2 separate regions of the Hordeum vulgare genome follow, and region 1 is linked to region 2. Evidence: chromatin contacts called from public Hi-C data. All regions are on one chromosome and are shown on one strand. The core of a region is the stretch at or near the end of the contact, and the rest is flanking DNA. Distances in the headings are between cores, read along the strand shown.

What was found. A called contact is a pair of places that touch in the nucleus more often than the background predicts.
Region 1: a Hi-C map of seedling shows a contact between it and region 2, with 3 times the contacts expected there. The contact joins the promoter of LOC123395810 here to the enhancer-like site in region 2. A contact is called at or near these places in 1 of 6 Hi-C or Micro-C datasets (seedling) and 1 of 1 datasets of contacts at active chromatin or transcription factors (embryo).

Annotation. Positions count from the first base shown.
Region 1 is chr5H:417,236,500-417,243,654 of MorexV3_pseudomolecules_assembly, forward strand. It overlaps LOC123395810 (protein PLASTID REDOX INSENSITIVE 2, chloroplastic), which reads right to left and starts at 4,679. Exons shown (of 3, transcript XM_045090845.1): 1 at 4,380-4,679; 2 at 4,155-4,256; 3 at 2,991-3,355. The coding sequence starts at 4,604. The coding sequence ends at 3,167. It overlaps LOC123395811 (succinate dehydrogenase subunit 7, mitochondrial-like), which reads right to left. Exons shown (of 3, transcript XM_045090846.1): 2 at 6,678-6,780; 3 at 5,080-5,355. The coding sequence ends at 5,312.
Region 2 is chr5H:416,715,750-416,722,263 of MorexV3_pseudomolecules_assembly, forward strand. No RefSeq gene overlaps it. Among protein-coding and RNA genes, the nearest start is that of LOC123396806, 40 kb to the left of the region's middle. Within about 2 kb of position 4,037, at least 3 of the 3 cell types and tissues checked have open chromatin away from gene starts, as enhancers often do. A contact at or near this core is called in seedling, where this site is marked.

The DNA of each region.
Region 1 (7,155 bases), core at 3,429-5,928, 520 kb after region 2:
AAACTTGGCAATTCTGGCAATTTTGTCAAGTCCCTAAAAAAAAGGTTCAGTTCAAACTATTGCCCCTGTTGTAAACGCATATTACAACCAGAATGCCACTCCTACCTTACCCCGCACTTCTCGCTCCCTCCCATCGCGCTGGCCCCTCCCCTCTCACACTTTGGTCGCTCCCGACAGCGACGCCGCCAGCCTCGTCGGATTCGACCGCGGTTCGTCCCCAGACCGACCGCCCCTTCCTGCGGGCTGCCGTACGCGCCATACGCTCCTTCCCGCCGGCCCGCCGACGGCTCCCTTCACCCGTTCGCCGTCTGGTCGGGCCTCGCTCCCGCCTGCAGTCCGCTCCGTCCTTCGGCCGCCGTCCGCTCCGTCGTCTTGGCCAGCCTCCAGCCATCCGCCCGCCCATCGAGCATCCCTTCTGCATCAGGTGAGCTCCAAACAAGAAGATGAGGAATTTGAAACAGGAATCATTTCAATCTAGAGGCATTTAAAACATTTTAACAGACAACTCATACAACAATTACATGAAATCACAGGAAAAAACTGGACTAATAATTCTGTGGCCACACAATTCTGTGGGCAGTTTTTAGAATTATGATTTTGGAAAATTACAAGTATGCGAGGATCTGACGACCTGCCGCATGAGAAACTTATATACTACTATATTAAACCGGCTAAGGTAGGGGCTTCCTCATTTTTTTTTATTTTTTAAGGGCTTTGTGAATTTGACATGTGTCAGCTAATGAATAGTACCATGAATAGTAATTGCACTCATTAATTAATGGTGTGCGGTAATCTTACTCAGTTATCAGGTGTAAACTGTAATTACGGATGAATAGTATTTGATGCACCAGTACTTCGCGCGAAGAACGTTTTTAAAAAAATACAAACATTTTTTTCTATGTATAGTAATACCTGTTAATATAGTTTCATATGAGTAATATTTTCAAAAAAATACAAACATTTGTTAGAAAATAAACCTGAGATTTTACATATCAAAGAAAAAAGACCTTTATAGGTTTATGCTCACTTTGAAACAACATCTGAGAAACTCAGTTAACAAAAATGGGCCCAAATTAGCTTTTTTCCTCTTTTTTTCTCCCATTAATGATTTACGTGTTTAACACATGTTTATTCAAGCGGGCACTGTACATAATTTCTAAAAGATTGATCTGCGTTCCATTTTACCTTCGGTGCATTCATGATTTTACATGGTGGTTTGCTATCGGCTTTTGTTGTTGAACGGTCTGATTGATTCACAGTTTATGTTTATGTGTAGTGCTCTTGAATTTTATGTTTTTTTATGCTAGCATTTTATCTTTTCTTGGCTTATTTACTGCTTGGATGCGTCTAGAAAACATCTAGATGGAACATAGTTATCGCATATCTAAATGACTAAATCAACAATAGAAAGTAAAAAAAACAATACCCACATGAATCTCCATGTAAGATCAATGATATAGGACTTAGATGTGTGATACTTATCTTACATCTATGACAAGGTTACTTGGATCTAGGCCATGTTGCTTTGTTTTACCTACATTGAGGCATTTTCTAAGCACCCGCCCCTTCCCAACTCCTCTCTATAAAAAATTCCTCCAGAAGATGCTCTCTCACAGGCTATCTTTTAGATTCCTGGTTGGTAGAAAAAACAAAGAAATCACATCAGCGGCGGCGATGAAAAGATGAGGGCGGAGCAGCGGCAGTGCAACAGAAACACCACAACCTCTCCAGTCTCCACCACATCATACCCCTCAACTTCTAGCGGATGTGTCACCGACGATCTTACCTACTAATAAAGCAAATAGTGCTTCTAACGTACGTCATCCAAATTGCCCTTAAAGTTGACTAAAATTACCCATCAATGCCACTTACAAGTCATAAAAACATTTCAAACAGGAAAATCTCCGGACTGGCCGGCCCATGTAGGTACCTCCTATATTACGCTCTCGGCGTTGGAAAAAGATGAAGCACACCTGTTTGGGCCGGCCCATGCGTGGGCGCCTGTTTTTTTAGTTTAGTTTTTTATTTTTCTTTTCAGTTCCATTTTGTTTTTCTACTTTAAATAATTTAGAACTTCAAACAACTTTTCTCAATTTTAAGAAACTGAGAATTTCGAAATAAAATATTCAAAAAAACATATTTTTTTTAGAATTCAAAAACTACTCACGAGTTTTGAAAAATGTTTGCATATAAAAAAAGTTTAAACTTTGAGAAAATGTCCATAAAATAAAAAATTCAACGATTTTAAACAAAAATCCGTGTAAAAATCTAAAAACAGTTCGTGCCTCTGTTTTTAGTCTCATTTTTTATTTATATTTTTCTATTCCATTTTTTAGTTTAAATAATTTAGAGCTTTGAAAAACTTTTGCAATTTATAAAACTGGGAATTTTGAAATAAAAGTTTGAAGAAAATATAAAATGTTTGTGAATTCAAAAAATGCTCAGGATTTTTGTAAAATTATTCGCATATTCAAAAAAATGTTCATAATTTTGTGAACAATGTTGGTGAAAACAATAAAAGTCCATGATTTTGAAAAAAAGTTTGTGTGTTATTTTTTGAGTGCAATTGTAAAAAATGTTTGCTAATTCAAAAAATGTTCATGCATTTCAAAAAATGTCCTAAAATTTTAAAGATATAATATGATCAGCATCATTGAAGATTATAATTGTTTTTCTCCCGTTGCAATGCACATCTCTAAAGGAGTTCGACCAACAAGATGAATGGATGGACACACTTACACGGGTTCTCAAGTGGCGCGGCGTGCCGACGGTCTTCCATCCGCTATACTACTACTGCTGACTTACAGTGGCAATGGTGAAGGCAAAGCAAGTATTCCTGCCACACGTGGCAAAAAACTAGCGAAACTTTTTTCAAGCAACTACTGTCAGTGCCAGGTGCCAACCATCATCAGAGATTCAGAGGACACCCAAGACACGTTGATCATGATTCAGAGAAGAAACGGATCAGGATCGGGCCGGCCTTCATCAAGTTCAGAGCAAAAGTGAAATCAACTTCATGCGTTTAACGGGCTCGGCATCGGACTAACGCGGCTAGTCTAGAATCTATCAGGATTCAAGTCTCCACTCAAACATCGAAGCTACTACAGGTACAACAAACAGCTGCCACAACAGAGACACAAGAGTGACAAAGGAAATCAAATCAGCGCTAATAATCTCCGGTCCACTCCTTCCAGTCCTTGTCGATGTTCTTCTCAGCCCACGCGATGGCGGCGCGAGCCGCCTGAGGCGCGCCGGGGAGGCCCCTCTCTTTGATCTCGCCCTTCATGTCCAGGAACGGGTGAACCAGGAGCGTCCCGGGTCCGCAGTACTCATGTTGCAAGAACGTGCCCAAGACCTGGAAATCAGAATCACGTCTCAGAGATTTCGTCTATCGGACTAGCTGTCTAGCTGAAAACGTAGTGCGGTGCTATCATATCTAACATTGAACTGTCGCCTGCATAAGCAACTGCATCAGTGTGACAGGCTTGACTTGAAGGTCCTTGTAATTGTAAGCCTAACTTATGCTAAACAGAAGATTGGCAGAAATAATAGCATGTGAACATACAGTGAGAGAGCTAAGCGAGGCTGCGAGTTGTAACTAACTGATGACAAACTGACAACTGACAAGACTAATGGACAACGGCCGTCCTCATGTTTACTTTGCATACATTGCAAGGTGCTCTGGACCTGCAGTTTCTACTCCCAACCAATTGTAACATTACTATCTGAAGATAAAGATGCTTCGTACCAACACTTACGAACTTTGGGTATTTGAGCTACTTTGCTGGTCTCTAACAATGAATGCAAGCGTCTATTTGAACCATCATGCAAAGGTTTAGCTTCTTAAGAACAGAGACAATGATTCTCTAAATGTTCACTCCCCGGCTAGTTCTTGGCATCAGCTCTGCGCATTAATTTCCAGACCACAGATGTTTTATCAGTGTCAATTCTATCTGGTCTACACTTTCTCAGGCCATCATTGACGCAATACCAAATTCCTAACCTAAATCACGCTTCAATCTAAGAACCCTCCGACATAAGCTCTGATGAACGCAGGCAGTTACAGCAAAAACTGCGTATACCACCCACCCAAGAATGCCGAAATGCTAGTAGCAGAACGAGAGCAAGTTAACCGTGGATGCTGGGGAACGTGCCTCGGTGCAGACGTCGACGATGTCCTCCACGTGCTCCCCGAAGTAGTCCTCCTTCTTCTGCTCCAGCCGCCACGTCATGTGCTCCCTGAATTTGCTCGTCTCCTGTTGGGAGACAACAGAGGAGACGCCGCACGAAATCGGTCACACACAATACAAGAGAAGGAAACGGGAGCGGCGTCCCGAGAAGAAGATGCAGGGGGGGAAGGGAGGCAGGGTGTCGCTGACCTGCTCGGCGAACTCGGGGATGGGGTCCGGGAATTTGTAGTCCTCGAAGGCGGCGTTCTTGGCGCGGCGGCGCACGACCCTGGCCGGCCCCGGCGGGCGGCTGCGCAGGCGGAGGTGCCCGCTCGGCCGCGTGGAGGGGGCGGGCTTGCTCGGACGTGGGGAAGATGAGATGGGGAGGATAATGGGGTTCAAGGCCGCCGACGCCGCCCACACCCTCGTCGCCATCGCCGCTCGCCTCCGGGGTTTTACGGTCGTCTCCTCCTCCTCTCTCCTTATCGGTTCCAGACGGACTTGGTTTCCAAATTTCCGACTGGGCAGAGCCTTTACTTGTGTGGGATTTTCGGCTGGGGGCGCCGCGCAGCCGCCCGATTCGAGGAGGGAAGGCTAGGATTTGGGAGGGGATGGAGTAACACGCTTAACGCTAACCTTTCACGTATATAACAAATTTAATTGCCTGATGCTTGTGTTCAAGCAGCTTGAGTTCAAGTTATTATGTGCTGATCCAAGCAGAAATTTTGGTTACCCTTCCCCACAAAACTCGCAATTTACCATCCAGTTCAAATATCGCACTCTAGATATATCACACAGTGAATCTAATTATAGCATGTAGAGCAATTTACTCTCATCGCTGCTGCTCAGACGCACAAACGGACAGACCCCAGATGACATAAAACAGCAGACATCAAGGGGCACCATCAAAGATCCGAGGTCGACAATTTATTGAAACTCCTCGAAGAAATGAAACCTTCCATTTGTGCAACAAGTAGGCATTGAAAATAGAAAGCGACTCCCAAATAAGGTCAACCTAGTTTGCTTTATTTTACATGACATAAGATCGACAGGAGGCTCAAAAGAGTGCTGGTAAAATGCCAGTTTATGAGATGAATCACTTTCTGGCAGATCTAAGGGGCTCACACCGACTGCGCTTTCCTTCATTGGGTGCTTGTTGCCAGTGCAACGATCTCATAGCTGCAGGCTGCCGAACAAAACAAAACAAACAGCAGTCAGTGTAACTGTCAAGTAGATCACCCATAATCAGATGCAACAACAGGTGCCACCACAATCTACAAGGCCGATGAAATAAAGCACATATTTCAATATTTGTTCGATGCCGGAAAAGGTCAACTAAGTACTACATGCCTCTGTAAACATATATAAGACATTTTAGGTTGTCTTATACATGTTTAAGGGGGGATAGCATTGTGTGCTACACAAGATTTCTCTTCAGAGGTTGAGAGATTCAGTTTCAAACCTACTGCCTACCGTAATGAAGAACATGTTTCTAAACTTCAAGGATTATGTGCAGTCTGCCGGTATGAAAAAGACAACTGTATTCAGACCTACTGCACACTTCAAGACAAAGCATGCCCTGAAAATTGGTGAGATGAATAAGTAACTTTCCTTTTCACATGGTCAGTTACTACGGCCATGCCAGGGCGGCTAACAGCAATACATAGAACCAGAGATACAAGGAAAATGTGTCTTAAAAAAAGCACATCATCTTCAAAGTTCCATAGCAATTGTTAGTTACAAGAATACATTGTCAAACCGAAACAAATAGACTTCAAGTTATGAGTTATTTTCAAATGGCAACTCAGCACTCAAGAAAATAATGATATACTCCCTCCGTCCCAAAATTCTTGTCTTAGATTTGTCTAGGTATGAATGTATCTAGTCACGTTTTGGTATTTGGATACATCCATTTTACAAGAATACATATTCAAAGTTCCATAGCAATTGTTAGTTACAAGAATACATCATCAAACCCAAACAAATAGACTTCAAGTTATTAGTTATTTTCTCAGCACTCAAGAAAATAATGATATACGAGTACAATACATTCCATGGTCAGTAGAAGTACTGCAGCCAGAAAATAAGCTAGAGTGTAATGAATAACAGAGGGATGGGTTGCCAGAATTCATATAGAAAAAATAGCTACCATATGGAGTTGCCGACTTTACTACACTAGAAAAAATAGCTACATGTGCAACAGCACAGACTATATCTGTGGTGCTACAAAACTAACCAATGAAGCATACTACCATTTGCCCTACATTATCGAACCCAACTACAAATTTAGTTTAGAAAGTAGAGAGATACTACCCACGTCAACTAAATGCCTATATCATAAAATGAGGACAGAACTAACATGATAACAGGCATATAACATTACACAGGTGGTCAACATCCAATTACAAACTGGATCATTAATTATTGCACAGTACAATCCTTAAAGAGAGAAGCCTAATACACAAGAATAAGAAGTGGTCTTAAAGATCCAAAAGTATGATAACATACCAGCAAAGACAACGAGAGTGAGAACATTCCCGATTTTCGAGACCCGTTTCACACTGTTCTTGTATGATTTGAACCTCTTCAAAGCAACATCTTCCTCTAAAAGCTGCAAGTGATGAAGAGTCAAAACCATGCTAACAAGAAACTAGCACAAAGTAAAAGTAATAAACTAAACACCACTTCGCAAGTTGCTGTTGACTTGTACTCCCTCCGTCCCAAAATAAGTGTCGCAAACTTAACACTAAATTAGTACAAATTTTGTACTAGACCAACGACACTTATTTTGGGACAGATGGAGTAGTATAGAATCTAATAACAGTAACTGCATGGAGTCTTGCTTGTACAACTAGCCTTTACCTAAAGGGCAGTTTGCAACAAAGAAATAAGATGCTTATATGAAACCTCTAGTACCAAAAATGTCAGAAACACTAAACTACGGTAACAAAACACCATGGCAGCGATACAAAACACTGAAGATCAG
Region 2 (6,514 bases), core at 2,787-5,286:
CATCGAGCAGTGCAAAAGCCTGATTTAGAGCGAACAGACACGGTTCTGAATCAGGGCCTTCTCGACCAACAAGTCAAACTGGCACAAAAAACACCAAAACAAGTCAAACATACAAGGCACGTAGTGCTCTAACTTTTGCGCCAAAATAAATTATCAGATGGCGTACAAAGGCCTGACCACTCTTCCATTTGTAACTAAAACTACTACTGAATGAACTTAGCATGCTCCAAAAGTTGCCAAGTTATCGGATGAACTTATCACACTGCCGCAAAATTGTCGGAAGTCTAAATGTAAGTCATGTGAATGGATTCCATTGCCGTTCTTGAATACTGCAGTGGAAAGGTACCACTGAGTCATTTCTAGTAGCACATGTTACATTTGCAAATTAGGAAATGGAAAAGGAAAGCTGCTTACATGGAACATTCAGAACTTCAGAGTATTCACTCAAAAAGAGCATCGTTCGACATTTCGCTCAAAGAACCTACGATAACATAAAAGCTGAGGTTAGTACGGGCCTGTAATCGGATAACAAACAGAAAAGCAAGTGTACATTGTACCATAAGATCTGAGCCAATCCTGGGTACAGACGGCCTCCTCAACCCAGTGTTAACTAGACTGACAAATTGTTCGTCTTGCAGTCCTTATCGCTACACTGCATTCAGTCCTGGCTGGTATTGCCAATATATCACGTGCCATCCGAGCAATTGTGGGGTAGGTCAGGCTATGTTCCTTCCACCATTGTAGAACGGTTTGCTCAGCCGTGCAGGGACCTGGCTCTTGCAAGTACTGATCAAGTTCTGTCATTGGACACTCGCTAAGTGGATAGGTAATATGATGGTAATATTGCATCAGCGTATCATCCCCCTTCACAACAATGTTCCTGCCTGTTTTAGGCCCAGATGTGCAGCTAGTGTCTCTCACCTGATCAGAATATTCATAGAAGAGGTTGATCAACATATCATGCACTTCTTGAAAATATTCTTCTATATCCTTGTCCAATTCGTGCCTCAAACAATAATCGTACAACTTAGGACGAAGACAAGACTTGATGCATCCCAGACGCTTTGAAGGATCCATGATCACAGGTAAACAGATATTTAAGCAATAGAGATTCCAGTATTCTGTGAACTTCTGTTGCATCTTCTTTAGCTCTTTCGAAACTGTTTTGTCTCCATAGAAACTATCTTCTGGATGCAGAACTCTCTTTGCATCCCATAACCGGTCAAGGAGATCAGCTGGGCCATCACAAGTGTTCATCTCATCCATGCATATACGCAACCTTTGCAATATCTTACACATCCTTTGTGCGTTGCTCCAGTCTTTAGGTGAAGGTGCATATCCGCAGTTCAGAAACCGCACTGCTGAAGGGATGTGGCCCTTTGTATACTTAGAACACTTTGTGGATTTCTCCATGGTTTTGTGAAGTTCATCCATCCCCACATGTATGACCTGATTAAGTAGATGAGTTGGACACCGTATCACAAAAATGCTATGGTTTGCAGACATAGATGATGTATGGTTTGCAGACATAGATGAATTACGATTTGCAGACATAGACGAGAGAAGGTTCCATTCTTGGAGACTGGCTTTGAGATCTGAAGCAACTGAATCATCCAGAAATGCCTCGTCCAGTGTAATGCTGAAAACCTTGTAACGAAGACCCCAATTTCCAATAGAATACAGTATATCCTGGCTCAATTGTTTTGCACTGCAGGAAGGATCAACCGAATGAAACCTGATGATATGAGACTGCTTCTCCCATTCATCATCAATGTAATGAACACTCAAGCACAGGAACGCTGAGGTCAGATCATAGTGCCACACATAAGCACTCAAGCAGACCCGACTGCGCAAAGCTGCCAACTTTTCCTTCAGCTTGGTCTTTTCTTTGTCGAACAGTTCCTTCGAGTACCTGTACATGTCAACTTTGGCCGGCATCTTGACCATAGGATTCAAGCTAGCAACAAACTTAGTGAATCTATCATGGATCTTTATCGATGGCGGGTACCCGTGCACAGAAAATATCCTGACAAGTTCCTCATGGGGCTCAATCTGACCAACCTCCGGATCCCTCTGGTTCATGTCAGTGGGAATTTCCTGGTCAGGCACTGTAAGTTCCTCATGCGACTGATTCTTTCGATCTTTGTCAGTGGGAGTATCACATGAAGCAAGATTCTTCCGCTCATGTGTCGCAAGTTCCCCGTGAGACAAATTCTGACCAACCTTCTGACCTTCCTCATTCGTATCGGCAAGAAGAATGTGAAGCAGGACAGGAGCCTTCTTCTGGGGCAATACCTTTGCTGTGTCTGATGATTTATTTTGGCCGGTTGACAAGAACGGGGGCTTCTGTTGCATTGGCCTCTTCTGGGCACCAGGGGTGCACTTGGCCTGGTGCTTCTGCAGGTTGCCGGTGCCGCTGCTTAAGACCTGGTGGCAGTGCATGCACTCGGCCCTCGCGAGCTTACCGTCGATGTAGATGGGTGTGAAGTCATCCCATACTTTGGACCTGAGCCTTTTCAGCTTTCGACCCGAGAACACTGGGACAGGGGCGCTGCCCGTGCTTTCCTCTTGTTCATCCATGACGTTGGAATTGCCAGGCTCATCTTCTATGCCTACGCATCAAGAAAGGCAGAAGCTGTGAGTAATGGAGTCACTTGGGTAAAACATGTTTCCACCTGAAACTTGTCCTAGTGTAATTGGACAGAAATGTTGCAAAGAGAAGGTGACTGAACAGACAGACACATCACATATCTAACGAAAACATGGAACAAGGCATCAAACCAAATGCGGCACAAGATTACTTTTCCATGAGCGGCGCAACACTGATAGAATTGGTTGGTGCAGGGGACTTGAACACATCAGATTCATGAGGGAAGCAGACGGGCGACATCGGAACCGTAGGGCGACAGACACTAATCACAATCTTGCAGAGCACAGTAGCTACCAACAGTGTTCAAGCAGACGGAGATGTTTACTTCGACAGACATATTTGGTGAACACGTGCTACAGGAACATGTCATCTACTGTACTTGCTTCAACCCGTATGTTATAGCGTAGAACATTACCATCACACTCCTGATCCATACCTGCACACCAAGCGAAACCAAACGGATCAGCGCATTTATTTTTCCCCAACCGCATCGCATTCCTCGACAGGAACGATCCAAGGGAGAAACCAGAAGTGCGATCCGACGAAGGGGGAGAAATAAGAAGTAGCGGCGCGTAATCTTCTAGCAAGAAAAAGAAAACTAAGAAGAGCGTACCGATGCTCGCAATCCCAGGGCACCCGCGCCGATCGGATGCAACGGGACCTCGGAGTATGTATTATCCCTCCGCCGCGGCTTGCTTCTCCCTGGACCTCGGACGAGACGGCGAGGGCGGAGGGGAATCGAGTTTTTTTTTCTTTTCCGATCTCGGTGGGCGGTGGCGGAAGAAACGAGAGGGAAACTGAGGGAAGTGGCGAAACATTCGCGCCGCCGCTTTTCCTCTCCCTAAGCCATCCTGGGCTGAAATTCCTCGGGAGCCCATATCTCAAAGGCTAAAACCTTGCAGAAGCAACCCAGCAATTTCCGTTCGGGCCGAACCAGCTGGGCTTTTTTCGTAACTGTACAAAACACACACAAAAAAATCCTAGTGTACTAGGAACAAGTGCGATAACCCGTCCACGAGTTGTCTCAAAAGGAAAAAAAAAAAACGTCCACGAGTTAGGTAGCGCAGTGGGCGGTGGAGTGGTAGCACGTAGGGACTGCGATGCACTCTAGTCTAGCGGGTCAAGATTACACACACACACACACACACTACCTGGCGACGCAGCCTGTCGCGCTTTCCCGGGGCAGCGCACGCTGGCAGCTGCCATGCCATTGCCACATCCACTAGTGTTTCGTCTTTCGTAGCAGTCGGCCGCTACAGGCCGAGGCTACAGCGCACGCATCCTCATCTCGTCGCGGCAACAAAGCAGATGCGGCACCGCAGAGTACTGCACGGGGATCTGAGTCTGAGCCTGTCTGTCCGTCGCGCGAATTACGCCTCCTCACGTCTCATCTCATCTCCAGATCTCCTAGTGCGCGCGCGGCCAAGATTTGCCCGGCTTTCCTGTGCACGGGGCCGGCCCATCATCAGCCGGATGATTAGTTAGCGTGCGCTGCATGCCATTATTACGATGACCTCCGTTTCAAAAAGAAAAATTACGATGACCTGCATCTGTCCCTTTAATCTCTGGTGGCGGCCAAAGGGTCGGAAAGGAAAGGAGAAAGGAAGGACAACCAAAGCGGGGTGGCGTCGTGGTCGTGGGCATGGGATTCCGGCGCGACGCTGCTGGCTCGCCGTGCGTCTCCGACCCCGAGTGATGGTGACGCCCTGATGATCGAGACGGAGACCCTTTGGCTTGTGCGCGAGTGTCGTGTGTAGCATCGTGGTGCGTATCTCCCACCCCTCTCCTCTGTGTAGGTGGTTTCCGTGTCATGATTGGTTCTGATGGAGATACGGGGGGATGTGCTGCTGCGTATTGGGACGCACGCGCGACGGTACTCGGTGCTCGCGTCTCTACGCGGGGGAGCAAATGTCATCCTTCCTCCGGACGTTTTGTAGTAGCCGTGGTATGCTTCATCTATGCCGGACTTTTAAATCCGGGCCGAGTGCCGTGGTATACTTCACCTACAAATTGTCAAATTCGAAGCATCTACAACCCAAACTCTTAAACTCGGTCTCTCAAACGATCACGAACGCGCCCACAACTCAAATAATGCATTATATATTTGGATATCTCAAATTCATACTAACATGTAACGTAAACCTAATACTAAGCGGAGCTTGTCCGGCATGACCATGTCCGACGGTTGGACGCGCCCCTCATTCTGTCGGTCCGGTCATCGACGCGATATAGTAGGACATGGGACACTAGCCGGTCCACGGGAGTCGAGCTCCCGCCATCTCCCACGCCCTATTATTTCTCGTTGGAGCCCGTAGCTCGGACGATACCAAACAACGTGAGGTCGATGACGGATCCTTCATCGGAGGAGTCGACTTCTATCATGACGCGGTTGTGGTGCCCGCACCCGTGCAACATACGGGGCGCCAGAGAGTGTGACTCCACCTCTCCAATATCCGTCGTCGCGAGGGCCTCCACTGCATCATGTGCCCGCTGCCTCATCCGGCGGGCATTGCCGCGTCATGACATCGTCCGAGGTCAGCCATGCTTCGTGCTCGGTGCGCCAACGAAGGGGTTGCGCTTCCGTCACGATGTTCGGACGCCAGACGAATCGCACCGCCTCGGGTGAGGCAACAACGCCGGATCCAAGCACCGGTTGTGCGGAAGCAATGGATTACCTGTTGGAAATATGCCCTGGAGGCAATAATAATTTAGTTATTATTATATTTCTTTGTTTATGATAATCATTTATTATCCATGCTATAATTGTATTGATTGGAAACTCAAATACATGTGTGGATACATAAACAACACACTAACCCTAGTGAGCCACTAATGGACTAGCTCGTTGATCAAACATGGTCAAGGTTTCCTGTCCATAGACATGAGTTGTCATTTGATAACGGGATCACATCATTAGGAGAATGATGTGATGGGCAAGACCAAAACTATGAACGTAGCATGTGATCGTGTCAGTTTATTGCTACTGTTTTCTGCATGTCAAGTATCTATTTCTATAACCATGAGATCATGCAACTCCCGGACACCGGAGGAATGCCTTGTGTGTATCAAGCGTCACAACGTAACCGGATGACTATAAAGGTGCTCTACAGGTATCTTCGAAGGTGTCTGTTGGGTTTCCGTGAATCGAGACTAGGGTTTGTCACTCTGTATGACGGAGAGATATCTCTAGGACCCATCCGGTAATACAAAATCACAAGAAGCTTGCAAGCAATGTGAGTAAGAAATTAGTCACGGGATCTTGTATTACAAAACGAGTAAAGTGACTTACCGGTAACAAGATTGAACTAGGTATGGAGATACCGACGATCGAATCTCGGGCATGTAACATATCGATGGACAAAGGGGAATAGAATATGGGATTGATGGAATCCTTGACATCGAGGTTTGACCGATAAAGATCTTCGTACAATATGTAGGAACCAATATGGGCATTCAGGTCCCGATATTGGTTATTGACCAAAGAGTGTCTCTATCATGTCAGCATAGTTCTCGAACCCGCAGGGTCTGCACACTTAAGGTTCGGTGACGATATAAGTATAGTTGAGTTGTTATGTTGGTGACCGAAGGTTGTTCGGAGTTTCGGATGAAATCACGGACATGACGAGGAGCTCCAGAACAGTCCGGAGGTAAAGCTTGAAATATGGGGATAATAGTGTTTGGTCTCCGGAAGGCTTTCGGAATTCACTGGAAGGGGTTTCATATGTTTCCCGAAATGTTTGGGTACGAGAACACTTTATTTGGGCCAAGGGGTAAAGCCCACGAGGCTTTAGGAAGATGCAAAAAGAGTTTTGCGAAGGCCAGGACCAGACGCCAGGGACCCTGACGTCTGGGGCTAGATACCAA